Linked DNA regions of Mus musculus: region 2 is linked to region 1. Evidence: chromatin contacts called from public HiChIP or PLAC-seq data. All regions are on one chromosome and are shown on one strand. The core of a region is the stretch at or near the end of the contact, and the rest is flanking DNA. Distances in the headings are between cores, read along the strand shown.

Region 1 (2,967 bases), core at 462-2,961:
AAAAATTAAATCTAAAAGAAGTGAAAGTGGAAAATAATAAGGAAAAAAGTAATTTTATATAAAATGGTGAAAAGTAAAAATTAATTTAGAGAAAAGTTCATTAAAACATTAAATAAGTTAATACTCATGTTTAATTATTATTTGATTCCATTATTAATATTCATCCTGATGGTAAATGTGCGACAATATCTAATTATAAGTAAAACTGTATCTCAGAGATATGAGCAAGTCCCTTTTATAAAGTCAATTGGTAATAAAGAAAACATGATAAAATTAGGCATAGTGGAGAGCTGAATTTTGAGACTGGCCTGGGCTCCATAGTCAGACCCTGCATCGACTACCAAATAACAGCAATAGAGATAAGAAGTCAAAGTGTAACATCACCACTTTGCCACATCACAAATTAAACCATAATTTCTTTCTCTGATGCTGTAATTTGGAATGATCCATACAAAGACTGTCCACAGTGCTTGTCCCAGCTTGGTACCTTTGGCTACCTTGTGGCTATGTTGGGCTTCTGCAGCAGGGATAGGCAAATCCACTGAGACATAAGCAGGAACTGAGCGGAAACAGTAGGATCAACTTCCCCTGGCCTTTCTTTACTACATCAGTTCAAAAGATGAAGAAAGGAAAAGGAAAAACTACATTGGCCAAACAAAAGAAAGATAAAGATGGTATTTTCCAACCTCCATCCACCATGAATAAAGGACTGCAATCAGAATCAATGGTGGAGACACAGCACAGGTCCAGTGGCTTAGCTCTCCCAAGAAAAGCTTCTCTGGCTTTCCTTCCCCTTCTCTCCTTTTTGAGATTAATTAGTATTTTATGTAGTCTAAGAAACTAGTGAAAATGGCACCTAGTCAGCAAATCCATAGTTTCTAGTCATCTACATTGTTTCAGAAATACTTCAAGGTAATGCAATTCCCAATGATGGAAACATGAAAGGATGGCATGTTTTTAAAAGTTCTTAACTAAGGCAATCACCAGTTAAAGAATACTACTTTCCAAAGCCGGGTAAAAGATTTAAACCTAAACTGAGCCTGGTCTACAGAGAGAGTTCCTGGCCAGCCAAGACTACACAGTGAGACTCTGTCTTTAAAAGTAAATAAATTAACAATAGTAGTAGTAGTAGTAGTAGTAGTAGTAGTAGTAGTAGTAGTAGTAGTAACAGAAAAGAGGAAAGCTAAAGCCAAAATCCTTTCTGCTTACGTGAGGTTGGAGTCCTATGTTTCTAACAACATTGGTACTCTGGAAAGTCCAGGGAACTAACAAAGGAGTGAAGTGTTTAAACCAAAAGCAATTTCATCTCAGATTATTTTTTCTTTTTTGAAATTCATTCAAGAGCAGCTAGCAATTGCCAATTTCTCCTGCTGCCATCTGCATCCTGAGCAGGAAAGAAAGAGACCTGGTGACTTAGCTTTGCCTTTTGGGGATTCATCTTTATTTAAAAGAGAGCACATTCCTGGTGACTCCCTTGTGAGTTTGTTGGATACAGAGCTTTTATATTTGGTTCTTGTACCTGTAAGATTTGTAAGAAAAGCAAAACATATCAATGGAGTGTAACTGTCTCTGACTTTCTTATGGTGACTAAAAGGTATACAGGAAAAAACTGTCGAGTTTCAGTCTCTGAGGAAATCGAAAGCGATGCACTCTGCTGGGAGGAGAACTTGCTATTTCTTAGCTCTTCTGCCCACAAAACAACACCCAGCTGAGACATTCAGCAAGCCTCAGTCCATGGAGTGAGTCTAACCTGAGAATTTCTGTAGATTACATTTTCCAGTTCCCAAGAGATTTATTGGTTTATCTTCTTCACACACACACACACACACACACACACACACACACACACACACACACACACCAACTCCTCCCAGTCCCCAACAAACTTTAAGAAGAAGAAGGACAAAAGAGAAGAGGAGGAAGAGGAGTGGAGAAGCCTCTAGTCCTGCCCTGTAGAAGATCTCAGCTTTACATCCTTAGAGAAACATCCAGCAAGGTGAGTTCTACCTGTTTTCTGTAGATATGGTAGATATTGGCTACATCTGTAAAAACAACAAGGACAGTGAAAAGACCTTTGCTGGTTCTTGTGGAGGAGGCAGTGCTGATCTGGTGCCTGCTGCACTCAGCAGTGAGCCCACAGCAGCCGGATTAGGGTCAGTCACTCAAAAAGATGGCAGACATCTTTAGTCCTCCACCACAGAGGAATGAGCTAAGAATAAAACATTTTGCATATTTTAGATTGTTTAATGAACTTTCTAAGTATAAATCTGAATAAGTGGATAATGTGAAGGCTATAATTAGCTCGGATAGGGAGTTCATGGTTATCTGGGATCTGTGGGTGAGTGGGAAAAAGCCAAGATAGTGACATGAAAAATTATTGTGAATAAAAACTGCCTCTGGACATGAAATGAATTTTCTAGTATCCTATCACTAGGAAGTTTCTCAGGATCATAATATATAAACACACAATGGTTTAACCATTTCCCAAACACATTCTGTTTGTTCTCTTCTTCACACCTTTCTAAAGGTGGTATTTCCATTATTGGTAATTTCTACCATCACGAAAGTTGTTTTTGGCCATTTTGTTTTCCTTTTGGTTCTCTAATGGTGAAGTGTAATAGAGTGATGGAAAGTTAATTAGAACACATGTATCTTGCCCATTTATAGAACAGTTTGAAGAATACGTGTACCACAGCAGAGGACTTGGATAGAAGCTCTTAATTGATTTCAAAGTTCTGTGAACATTAGACCAGGCTCGCTAAGTTTATTAATTATTGTAGCTAAACTTTCTAAATCACTGCAAAAGATTTTACTTATTTTTAACAATCAAGAGATGTACTTCTTTTTTATTTATTTTTATTTTTATTTTATTTTATTACATTTCAAATGTTATCCACCTTCCCAGTTTCCCCTCTTCAAACCTACTATCTCATCCCCTCTTCCTCTGCCTCTATGAGGGTACTCCCT
Region 2 (2,986 bases), core at 466-2,965, 63 kb before region 1:
GTGATTCTGATCGTAGCCATTCTGATTGGTGTAAGGTGGAATCTCAGGGCCATTTTGATTTGCATTTCTCTGACCACTAAGGACTTTAGACATTTCTTTAGATGCTTCTCAGTCATTTGAGATTCCTCAGAATTGAAATCTTGGATTAGTTCTATACTCCATTTTGTGATTAGGTTATTTGGTTTTCTGGTGATTAGCTTCTTGAGTTCTTTATGTATTTTTGGATATTAGCCCTCTATTTGATGTGGGGTTAGTGAAGATTATTTCCAAATCTTTAGGTTGCTGATCTGTCTTATCAACTATGTTCTTTGCTTTACAACCTTGCCAGTTTCATGAGGTCCCATTTATTGATTCTTGATCTTAGAGCATGAACCATTGGCGTTCTGTTTAGGAAATTTCCCCCTGTGCCAATGAGTCCAAGGCTCTTTCCCATTATCTCTTCTATTAGATTCAGTGTATCTGATTTTATGTTGAGGTCCTTGATCTAATTAGACTTGAGCTTTGTGCAAGGTGATAAATATGGGTCAATTTTCATTCTTCTACATAGAGACAGCCAGTTAGACTAAAACCCGTTTTTGAAATGCTTTCTTTTTTTTTTCATTATATAGTTTTGGCTTATCAAGATCAAGTGATGGGAAGTGTGTGGTTTTATTTCTGGGTCTTCATTTCTATTCCATTGATCAACATGTCTGTCTCAGTACTAATACCATGCAGGTTGAATCACTATTGCTCTGTAAGAAATCTTGAGGTCAGGGATGGTGATTCCCCCAACTGTTCTACTATCAAAGGCATATACATCCAGAAGTTGCCCAAGACTAGCAGTTGGAAAGCAATTTAACTCCCATCATTTTCATCCAGGTGACTGGTTACCTAGCTATGGCATCATCCTCTTTTGCAGACCAGCTGGCAGGCTCCAATATCATTATCTGCTGCTTGATGCCATTTGTTCCATGTTTCAGGATTACAGCAATCCTTAATCCTTGAACTCTCCATTTCAGAAAAAATGTAGCAGGACAAGCATTATTTCAGCCCATAATCTCAATCAAAGCTCGAGGTTTCCCACTGACTCCCAGGACCCAGGTTTCCCTGTGCTTACCAGTGAATAATGTAGAGACACTGAGGAAACATTTACTTCACCATTGAAGGAGGACAGCTTAGTTCTATAATCAAGAGGGAGGTAGATAAAGCCAAATGCCTTTCTATCTATTTGAGGTTGCAGCTTGGAGTTGTGTGTTTGTAATGTTATGCTCTGGCAAGTCTAGGTCTTGGGAGCTACTAATGGATGCATAGATGCTACAGGGATGACTTAAACCAGGAGCTGTTTCACTTAGATTTTCCTTGAAACTCATTTACATGCAGCAGGCAACTAACACAGCAAAGATCTCCTGATACTGACTCTGTCCTGAGCAGAAAAGAAAGAAGAGGCTTGGTGACTTGGCTTTTTTGGTCTAAGTTTTCACCTTCATTCAAAGGAATGAAGGTTCCTAGGGATCCTTTTGCAAGCCTGTAGGACATGAGGATTATAAATCTAAATCTTGTACCTATGAAGATTTGCAAGAAACATCCTGAGTGTAACTAGCTCTCTTTGACTTTTTTGGTTATTGTTTACAAGAAGGAAACTCTTGAGTTTCCGTCTCTGAGGAAATCGAAAGCTATGAACCTTGTCCACTCCCCACAAAGTAGCACAGGATGAGAAACCAGTTCCCCTCAGTCTGAGCAGCTGAGCAGTGACTCTACCCAGTGTCAGCTTTCCATCTCTCTCTCTGAAAACACTTTATTTTCTCAGAATTTCAGGAGATTACAAAATCCTCTGTATCACCTTCTGAGAGATTTACTGTTTACTTTTTTATCTTCACACACACACACACATACACACACACACACACACACTCACTTGCTCACTTGCTCATTCACTCACTGCTTCCTGCCCTGCAAAACTGGATACCACTGAAGAATTTTCTGAAGAGGTGAGTCCTCCCCCTGCTTTCTCTGTGAATGCACACGACTACAGGTGAAATCCCTGTTGATCTTTTGGTGGAGAGAGAAGGAAGCCAAGCTGGTGGCTGCTACACTGAGCAGTGAATCTGCAGTATCTGGATTCAGGTCCTTGGCTCATAAATATGCTAGGCATCCTTATTCTTCCACCAGTAAGACTGATCCGAAAAGGGGCATATTTCAGATTATAAAATACACGTTTTTTTAGGTAAGTCAGGATAAGTGAATAAGAAGAGGGCTTTTGTTTTCTTGGCTGGAGAGTGCTTAGAACCTGGTGGTTGTAGTGAATGGCTGGGCAAAAGACGTGTTTGTGACAGGAAAAATTGTCATGAGGTAATAATACCCAGTGAAAAATGCATCTAGCTCTCAGGCTGCATTATCTAGTATTGCAACCATACATAGTCTGGGCACCAATGGGCATATGTGGTCAAAGGTGTCCCAGATTCACAGTGATTGCAAACCTGGGGTTTTATTGACTCAAGAAGCACATTAAATGGTCTTCATTCACTTCTACTTCAAGTGGATATGGTGGAATTGTAGACATTGTTAATCTGTATCATCCTGAAAGTTAATTGCTTTGGTTTATTTGTCTTTTTAGTTTTCTTTGATTTTGTATTCTGGTGGTAAGATTTAGAAAAGAGTTGGAGGGTTCATCAGAACTAGATATATACTTCACACTTTTAGACTCTTCTGCAGTCCCTCTGTGCACTATGGTTGATCTATCACTTACTAGGTGTATTAATTATGCTGCCCAGACTTTCTAAGATTTTACAAAAGTTACAACCCTGTTCATTTAGAAATTAAGATAAATAAATCATGCATAAAAATTTGGTTTTTAAGTTATTATTAGACTTTCTATTATTAAAACACTTATCTATTTCTAGGAGGTAAACTATTTTCATTATTTTGATTTTCTGAGAAGAATTTTTATTTGTGGTTCTAATTAAGACAATGCTAATATAGAAAAATTTGCCCTTATTAGTTACTATAA

The links. HiChIP or PLAC-seq counts read pairs in DNA pulled down with a chosen protein or histone mark.
Region 2: a BATF HiChIP or PLAC-seq map of CD8 T cells shows a contact between it and region 1, with 14 read pairs. The contact joins the promoter of Ifi213 here to the promoter of Ifi214 in region 1. A contact is called at or near these places in 1 of 15 datasets of contacts at CTCF or cohesin (CD8 T cells), 1 of 484 Hi-C or Micro-C datasets (nephron progenitors), 3 of 115 datasets of contacts at active chromatin or transcription factors (CD8 T cells, effector CD8 T cells and memory CD8 T cells) and 2 of 9 other capture datasets (adipose tissue and liver).

The regions. Positions count from the first base shown.
Region 1 is chr1:173,534,701-173,537,667 of GRCm38.p6, reverse strand. It overlaps Ifi214 (interferon activated gene 214), which reads left to right and starts at 1,711. Exons shown (of 5, transcript NM_001024721.2): 1 at 1,711-1,996.
Region 2 is chr1:173,598,001-173,600,986 of GRCm38.p6, reverse strand. Ifi213 (interferon activated gene 213) reads left to right here and starts at 1,715. Exons shown (of 6, transcript NM_001368798.1): 1 at 1,715-1,967.